2 separate regions of the Sus scrofa genome follow, and region 2 is linked to region 1. The links are chromatin contacts, called in public Hi-C maps. All regions are on one chromosome and are shown on one strand. Each heading gives the region's core, a stretch centred on a gene start, on an enhancer-like site or on the middle of the called end of the contact. The rest is flanking DNA. Distances are from core to core; before and after follow the strand shown.

What was found. Hi-C and Micro-C count contacts between places; a contact is called where the count stands out from the background.
Region 2: a contact with region 1 is called in a Hi-C map of liver, with 6 times the contacts expected there. The contact joins the promoter of APPBP2 here to the promoter of BCAS3 in region 1. A contact is called at or near these places in 1 of 5 promoter capture datasets (fetal liver), 4 of 47 Hi-C or Micro-C datasets (heart right ventricle, liver and skeletal muscle) and 1 of 2 datasets of contacts at active chromatin or transcription factors (alveolar macrophages).

The regions. Positions count from the first base shown.
Region 1 is chr12:37,472,885-37,477,857 of Sscrofa11.1, forward strand. It overlaps BCAS3 (breast carcinoma-amplified sequence 3), which reads right to left and starts at 2,337. Exons shown (of 27, transcript XM_021068161.1): 1 at 2,200-2,337; 2 at 704-791. The coding sequence starts at 774.
Region 2 is chr12:37,612,516-37,617,084 of Sscrofa11.1, forward strand. APPBP2 (amyloid protein-binding protein 2) reads left to right here and starts at 1,255. Exons shown (of 13, transcript XM_013981135.2): 1 at 1,255-1,700. The coding sequence starts at 1,563.

The DNA of each region.
Region 1 (4,973 bases), core at 1,087-3,586:
AGTGGCTACAGCTCTGATACAACCCCTAACCTGGGAATCTCCATATGCTGCAAGTGTGGCCCTAAAAAAAAAAAAAAAAAAAAAAAAAAAAAGACAACAAAATGCTTAAAATATAGAACTGTACTTCCTATGACACTGACTATGAAATTTCTGAGATCTAGCGTAAGTGACATCACAATCTAGTAAACATACACACACATATGAATGAATATATCTATGTGCATGCCACAAAACAATACTAACTCCCAACTTTCATGTTTTATTTCATTTTTTAAATAATGGTCCTGATCCATTAAATGATTTAATGACCCACTAACTGTTAAACTTGAGGTTTGAAAAAAACAGTACTCAAGGATTTGTGGAGTTCCCTTGTGGCACAGGGGGTTAAGGATCCAGTGATGTCACTGCAGCAGCTTGGAAGAGTTCCATTCCTGGCCTAGCAACTTCCACATGCCCTGGGGACAGGCCCCCACAACTAAAACCAAAAAAAAGGATTTACCATAGTGCTTTTCACATACTCTATAAATGTGCTAAATACATCAACCTGAGCTCCAAATTATTGCTTTTATTTGGCCTTGGTAATGATATTTGTCATCCTGTAAAGCCAAAATTAAACGGATTTTACAAAAGTAAGCACTGCTCACAAAGGAAACCTGAAAGTTACCACTCCTTCATTTATTAGGCTTATCTGAAACTTGCTTACGTGACAGCCTGAGGGCGCACCACCACTCCACCAGTACATCGACTGGGTCTTCTGGGGGAATCTGTAGCCATTGCTTCATTCACAAAACCTGTTTCCAGAACAAAAAGACAGAAAAAAACAGATTATTGTCATTGGGGGGGGTAAGGAGGAAGATTTAGGGCTGCTTGCTAGAGATCCCTTGCCAAAAATACCTACAATATAGGAAAATTCCCCAACAATTCCTATTACACCTGAAAGAGGGGAGGGCAGAAGAGGAAAAAGTAAGATAAAAGATTTCTTGAGGTTTTCTTATTTGGACCACGACAAGAACCACAAAACTACTTAAGACTCTTGCAGGACCCTGTGATCCCCTGTTAATATAAACTAGGAAGGGATGCAAAGCCCAGCACAGGATCACTTTATAAAAACAAATGTGCTACCTTTGTGAGCCAAAATTAAAGAATTTACTGAAATCTTCCATTGAGAACAATGAAAATATACCTGGTACACTATTTTAAGACCAAATGGAACAATGAGGTAATACCTCCAACTAAGACTGTGGGGACTCTATGAATAAGACTGTGTATTTTAACATGTATTGTGATGGATGTGAACTAGTCTTACTGTGGTGGTCATTTCACAATATATACAACTTTCAAATCATTGTGTTGTACACCTGAAACTCATATATATATGTACACCTGAAACTCAATTATATGCACTCAAAAAAAGACTGCATGATCACAATTTAACAAGATGTTTGAAATCCCATTTGTTAAAACCCCCATCCCCCACCCCCACTACTGTAACCTAATCATCATTGTCTAAATAAGCAACAATAACTTATATTAGAAGCCCCTTATCCTTTCCAGTCACGTCATTGAACCCTGACCCTCGAATGTCTAAAAAGCACCTGAATCACTGGGGAGATTTTAAAAGCATGGAATGTGCTTGATTAAGGTTAAAAGAGACAGATCTCTTACATGGTTCAGGAAAGAAAGCCCACAGCCTGGAATTAATCTTGAAAGCCCCTAAAACCATCTCTTTTAAGCAGGGAGCATTCTATCACCTTATCTGAAAACTCGCACATTGATGAGTCCCATCTGCCACAACCAAAACACCCTTCGCCCCAACTAGCCCAGGTACCCATTTCCCCAGTGGATACCTTCACCTCCAGTCCCTCAGCTCTCTCATTTCCATTCCTCCCTTTATTTCTCGAAACACAGCCTCCCAAGAACAGTCCTCAAGGGCCCTGTCTCCTGAGGAAGACCCTCGCCAGCCCCTCAGATCCCACTCTCCTGAAAGACAACCAGCACGGCGCTACCCACTTAACCTCCAACGCTGAGCCACCGCTGCCCCTGGCCGCCCTCTGGCCCCTTGCCCTTCCTCCCCTCCCCCTCCGATCTCCACAGATCCCCCTCGTCGAATTCCTGCCAGCCAAGCCCTCTCCCCTCACGCAGCTAGTCCCTCGTCCTCGCCCAGCCTCCCCAAAGCCACAGCACCGCCAGCCCTCTCACCGGCCGCCCCGCCGGTAAACGCTGTTCTCCAGCTCAAGGCTCACTGTTTGGAGTCTCCCTTCGTGATTGACGGTTACCACTTCCTACCACGCCTCAGCGGAACTACCTTTCTAGCCAATCCCAGAAGCAAACTGTTCGCTGCCGGGCACCGCCCTCAGAGGTCAGCTTCGCCAACCAGCAAGTAGAAAAGAGGCGGGCCCGCCTCCTGAATTGATCCAATCCGCTGGGGCTCGAGGGAAAACAAAACAGTATGTAAGTTCGGGTGAAGCCGAGGTGTCAGGTTCGGTTGCGAACGCAGGCAGGTGTGGAGGAGTGACTAACATGTCTCTTTTCCTTTGCACATAGAACCTCCGTAGCTTCGTGAGACAGTATCATGCTGCAAAAGCCTGTGCACCTCACTTGGGCGTCTCAGGCTGGGAGTCGGACCACTGGAGAACCGGTCTGTTTACATCGAATTCTCGCGACAGCTGGTTCGGAGCTCAAAGCACGTGGACATGGCAGCTGCCAATCACTGTTAGCGGGCCACTCACCCATCCCGAACCCGCCTTCTGCCCCGCCCTTCTCGATGTGTTTACCTTCCGGGAGCCTAGGCTTATTTGCGCTGGTGGGCAGCCCTGGAGCCTAGGTGGTGATCTGAATGAGGGGTGAGGAGGGTATTATCAATTTGACTTAGGTTTGTGGACCACGCCTGACCTCTTCCTTACCTGTTTATACTTCCCGTAAGGAACAGATTGAGATTTCCATGGTGTCTTTCCATCAGATATATTTACTGTTTTATTGAAGGAACACTCAGTACAGTCCTAGGCACTTCATGAGTACTATCAAGTTTAACACTCATGACAATCCCGTGAGAATATGGCTTATTAATAGGCACGGAGTTTGTAACAAAGTGGCTGATACAACAGTAGAATTTTTTTTTTAATTTTTAGCAGAGTGGAGGAGGTGAAAGTTTAGTAAAGACACCTCACCGGAAATATGCAGTTAACCAAGTGCTGGAGAGACAGACAGAGACCTAGCCAAGAAGCCACCCGTTTGCTTGTGACGCTCAATTAGTGCCAATAAAAAGGACACCCTAAGTGATATTTATCAGGCTAATGTTTGCACATTGGCTAATAAAAGATTTTGAACATTCGTCTTTTTCCACAACACAAATTCCCAGAACTGTGGAGATTTTTTCGTCTTTTTTTTTTTTTTTTTTTTTTTTGAGTTTTTAGGGCTGCACCCAGGACATATGGTCAGGCTAAGGGTCAAATCACAGCTGTAGCTGATGGCCTTCACCACAGCAACAACATGAGACTAGAGCAGAGTCTGTGACCTACACCACAGCTCACAGCAACACCGGATCCTTAACCCACTGAGCAAGGCCAGGGGTCGAACCCGCAACCTCATGGTTCCTAGTCGGATTCGTTAACCACTGAGCCTCCACGGGAACTCCAGGAAAACAGAAATAAACTCACAGAAGTTTGTTATAAATAAACTTCAATAAACACATTGAAGTTGTGTAAAATGCTATAAAAAATGGATATAAATAGAGATAGGAGATGGCTTATTTTAGGTGTTGTGATCAGGAGGTGACATTTGAACAAAGAATTCAATTAAGGAAATGAGAAAGCTACTCTAAGGGAAAAGTAGTCTAGACAAAAGACACAAGTATATAGGCCCTAAAAAGGAATGAATTTTGAAGAAGAATTATTAGGGTGTTCCCATCGTGGTGCAGTGGGAACAAATCTGACTAGGAACCATGAGGTTGGGGGTTCGAATCCTGAATTGCTATGGCTGTGGCTGCAGCATAGGCCAGCAGCTACAGCTCTGATTCACCCCCTAGCCTGGGAACTTCCATATGCCACGGCTGCAGCCCTAAAAAGACAAAGGACAAAACAAGCAAACAGAAAAAAAGGATCCCACGTTGCTGTGACTGTGGCATAGGCCAGAAGCTGTAACTCCAATTCAACCCTTAGCCTGGGAACTGATGCCACAGTTGCGGCCCTAAAAAGCAAAAAAAGAAAGGAAGGAAGGAAAAGAGAATTCAGAATGATGCCTGTAATTTGGGCTTGAGCAAATGAGTGACAACATTTACAGATAGGATGAACCCCGTTGAAGTTATGCATTTTTTTTTACTGGAAGTGAATTTCTCTGCCCGGATTTCATCCTTTGTGAATTGTGGAAAGAATGTTATGAGCCTCATAAGATAATGTTACGAGGTGTAAATAAATTTTAAATTCCTAGAACCAATTAGAAATTTCTTTAAATTAACTACTTCTAAGTATGAATTAATCAACTATTTCTAATTACTCCTTTTTCTCCACAAAGATGTTCAAATCTCTCATGAGCCTGCAAATAGAGAATAAAGTAGAATTTGTGGTGAGCATTTCCCACTCATGCTTAATACATTTTGCCAGCTCCTGAGTCATTTCAGAGTATTGGAACTTGGGGAAACTTCAACAATCTATTCTGGGGACTGAGCAATCCCAGCTAGGAAAATCATTTTCAGTGTAAGAGTGATTTCAAGCCAGAGTCCCGTGTTCTTCCAGTTGCTACAATAGCCCATTGTAATAAATCTCAAATGACTAAAATTGCCCCTCCCAAGGCCCTGCAAATCAAAAACAACGAAGAATTTCCCAGAGAATTGTCAGGGAACTGTACATATGCAAACCAAATGTCAAGGTCAAGATATTTTCTTTTTGTTTGGTAGGATTAGGATTCTTTTTTTAGCCTCAAACAAGCCATTGCCTCACTTGTTTTGGCCCCCAAAACACTGGAACAATAATCACATG
Region 2 (4,569 bases), core at 5-2,504, 140 kb after region 1:
TAGCTTTAACGTCCGCACATTATTATTATCATTGTTTTCAGGTTTTACATAACGATTGCATGAATATGAGATTGACCGTGTCACCAATAATGGCCAGTGGTTTCCTTGTTAAATTCCTAGAGCAGGGGTTCCTGTTGTGGCTCAGCAGTTATGACTCAGACTAGACTCCATGAGGCTGTAGGTTCTGTCCCTGGCCTTGCTCAGTGGGTTAAAGATCCAGATTTTTTTTTTCTTTTGTCTTTTTAGGGCCACACCTGTGGCATATGGAGGTTCCCAGGCTAAGGGTCGAATCCGAGCTGTAGCTGCCAGCCTATGCCACAGCCACAGCAATGTTGGATCTGAGCCTCGTCTGCATTGCTGTGGCTGTGGTGTAGTGTGGCAGCTGCAGCTCGGATTCGACCCCTAGCCTGGAAACTTCCATAGGCCACAGGTTCAGCCCTAAAAGGAAAAGAAAAAAAAAAAAATTCCTAGAGCAGAAAGATGTTGCATGAAGTTCTTGAAGTCACAGACATGGAAAATTAAGTTACATAAGTAGCAGACATTCAGGCTGAGAATGGAAGGGAGGTGAAACATGTACACTCAATTATCCAACAATCCCCTGAGGCTGGGACTAGAACTAGAGGAGAAAGTTGAAATCTTAATTTCTGTTTCACCACTAAGTCATATTGCAACCACCATTTAGTCCTTTTTTTCTTACCACTATTTGTAATTCTGTAATCTGGCTAACCTTCTCACCAAATTCTAAAGCATTTCTTTTTCCTTTTTGGGGGTTAGGGGGGTGGAGAATAAGTTTCATTTAGAAAAAGAACCATGAATTCGAACACTGCAAATGGTGACACAATGCAAGTCTTCCTGCCATCCTGATCCCTAGCCCCTAAGTCGAAGGTTCCTAACTTGACTTAGGGACCAGAGTCTAAAGGCGGGTTTCCAGAGTATGCGAATTCCCTGCATGCATCATTTTCAATGGACTGATGATTGGGCCTCCAAACTTTTATCTGAGCTCGAAAGGTTCCGTGCCTAAGAAGTCTGGAGGCAGGATTGGCTGAAAGGACTGATGCAGCCAGTGATTCGGAAGGAGCTGGTAAAAACCTGTCTTAACTCGTCCGGGTGAAAAACGTTTACCCTCATCCACCCAACTTCGGCCCCTAGGAAAATACGTCCCCGTAGGCGGGATCACCGCTGTTTGCTTCCCAAGTTTTTGCCTGCCGCATTCCTTCCCTCCAGCGCGTAGGCGTGCGCTGACGTCATGACGCCGCACACGCAGCCCCGCCCCTGCAGAGATCGGCGCTGGGACGGACCCCGGGCTGCTCTCAAATCCGGAATGTGAGGCCTCGGCCCGCCTGGTCTCGGCTCTTTGGCCAGCTCTGCACACGGGCCTGCGCCCGCTGCCACCGCCCCCAGCTCACCCGGAGGAGCCAGGGCGGCCGCGCCCTTCTGCCGTGTGCCCGCGTGGCCAACGCCGTCTTTCCGAATCCTCCGGGGCCGCAGAGGGGTTCGCTACGGAGGGAGGCGGGGGCCTTCGGGAGGAGGAGGCGGAGGAGGCGGAGGAGGAGGGAAGGAAGATGGCGGCCGTGGAACTAGAGTGGATCCCAGAGACTCTCTACAACACCGCCATCTCCGCTGTCGTGGATAACTACATCCGCTCCCGCCGAGACATCCGCTCCTTGCCCGAGAACATCCAGTTCGATGTTTACTACAAGGTACAGACGGTGGGCTACCGACCGTGGGCCTGCTCTCTGCCCTCCTGCCGCAGCCCCTGGGGCCGCACCCCCTTCCACGTCCGCGAACCCCCCGCGTTTAACCCCTTGCTCCTCCTGGCAGGATCGCCTCCCAAGACATCTGGGACGGTGTTGGGGAGTCCAGTATAGGGACACCCATCTGGTACCCTCTGTCTCTCAAACCCTTGGCTTTGATTGATACGTCTAAGAAATGAGTCTTTCCCCCCTTTTGCTTTTCCCTCCTACAGTGGGGCCCCTTTGGATAGGCCTTTTGCGTGGACTTTATTGCGCCCTCGACCCACTCAGCTCTTCCCTTCTAGCCTGTGTCTTCGGGATATTTTCTGCCCTCCCTTCCCAATTAAGTATCAGCATCAGCTGGACTTTTTGCTTTGCTCTTTTTCCCCTCCTTCTTACTTTTCTCCTCCCGTCGCCCTCCTTGCCAAGTGTTTTTTTCTGCTACGTGTTCCTTCGTTTCACCTTTTTCTTCCTAATCTGGAGGGAGTTGAGGAATTATTGGAAGTAGTCGTGTGCCTTATTCACATATTCTTTAAAGCTTTGGTTTTTGTTTATAGTGGGGATTGAGTGGGGGGTTCTATTAATATGGGAGTGGTGCTAAACTACTTGAAGGGGAAAATCTTTCGGGGGGGGACCTTTAGAATTAGAGTTTAAATTATGGTCATATATTTGAAAGTTGTAGTCTTGCAGCATTCCTAAATTGCTCCCCCTCAAAAATCAGAAAAAGTCTCCTAGTCAGTCTCTGAGGAGTTTAGTTTCAAGGGTAAGTGTCTTTAGACGTGGACAGTTTTGCAGTGTTTAGAGAGGGAGGAGAACTTTATGGACTCAGAGCCTCCCTTTTCCTCTCCCCCACATTTGAGTGTGAACAGTAGACTTATTCAGTCCTCCTTGCCTTGAATCCATGTGGATAACTCCAGTAGCCACTTATGCAAAATTCGACCAGAAGTAAAGTGTGATTTATCTTTTAGATCTAAACACTTCCTCTTGATTTGTAAGTTGGCTGGAATATTGTAAACTGATATTTAACAGATGTGTGTGTTCTTATTTTATATGTACAGTGTTTTATGGCAGTTGTTTCATTGGGAAGATTGCCCGCTTCCTCCACCCTGGAATATTTTTTCAGAAAGCAGCTGACTTGCTGCATTTCACTAAATCCAGCTGCTTTACACCAATTAGAACAATTAAAAATTTTTCCTCCTAGGTATTTGGAGAATATTTAGTTTGGTCATTTATATTATTATTTGGGGCGGGGAGGAGAGGTTAGAGAAAAATCTCCCTTTATTCCAAACCCCTTTGATACATTGACTTACTTTAGTCTAAGGACATTTTGTATATTTAAGATTTGTTCCTCCCAGGAAGGATGATTAGATTTCTTTCTCAACCTGGGAAACTGCAGTTTTGCGCGTGTGCTAACTCTACTCATTTTATTAAATTGTATGTAATCTTTTACTTTTTTTAGGAAAGAAAAAATCATTGGAAATTTAAACAGTACATTTAGTGGTTGATTTCCTTCAAAGTACTTGGATATCTTCTAGTAACTTTTGCTTCTAACTGAAGCTTTTCGTTTGAAGATTATTAATAGTGAATATGAGCAGGTGGTGCTTTTGCCACATTTTCTGTTGCACGTAGTCCACAATGTTTTAATATGGTGTCTTTTTGGTACATTTTTACTCTTTAATAATTGTATGCCTGTTGGGAATGTGGCACTGTGCTAAAGTGAGGGCGTGTGCCTGGAACTGTAGGTGCTTTTATACACTTACTTTGTTTAATCCTGACAGTTAAACTATAAAGTAGGGCATAACCCTGTTTTATAGGTGAGAAAGTTAAGTAGTTTAATCAAGGTCTCATACCTAATATTTAGTTCTTGCTTTCTTGCTTACTGTCTATAATTTCCAGTTTTCTCCACTTTAGAGCCCAGAAGAAACTCATAATCAGATCCCTTCAGACATCCCAACTTCCATCAACAGGCATGGTCATAGACAAAATATACTAGTATAAAATTCCCCCATCCCAATTCATCGTAGTCCAGTGTCACTTTATTAATTTTTGTCAGTAGCTTCAGGTGACGGCACAGTCATAAAGCTTTAGGAGACTGGCTTGTGGAATGAAAGGGAGGTGAGAAATAGGCATGTTGACTACTCCCTAAGAAGGGAACGGAGAGAGGTATTGATATGTAGAAAGGGTCAAATGTGAATGTTGTTAGAATGTTAGAATACATGTATAAATATATTTATGTTTAATGAGCCTATCAGTCTTAAATTGGAGTTGAGGAAAGAGTACTTTGGAAGTTCCCGTTTTGGCTAGTATCCATGAGAACGTGGGTTCGATCCCTGGCCTTGCTCAGTGGGTTAACGATCTGTCAAGCTATGGTATAGATCGAAGACCTGGCTCGGATCCTGTGTTGCTGTGCTCTGGCATGACCTCTAGCCTGGGAACCTCCATATGCTGCGGGTTCGGCCCTAAAAAGACAGAAACGAATACTTTTCCTCTAAGATCAGATGGAAAGAGTTAAAGGTGAAGTTCCCACTGTGGCTTAATGGAAACGAATCTGAGTAGCATCCATGAGGACGCAGGTCTGATCCCTGACCTCGCTCAGTTGGTTAAGGATCTGGAATTGCCGGGAACTGTGGTGTAGGTTGCAGACATGGTTCGGATCTGACATTGCTACGGCTGTGGTGAGGGCCAGTGGCTGCAGCTCCCTCCCATTCAGCCCCTAGCCTGGGAACCTCCATATGCCTCGGGGGCAGCCCTAAAACACACACACACACACATGCACACGTACACACACAAAGAGTTAAAGGCATAAAGTATTAACATAGGTAAGTTTGCAAAGAAT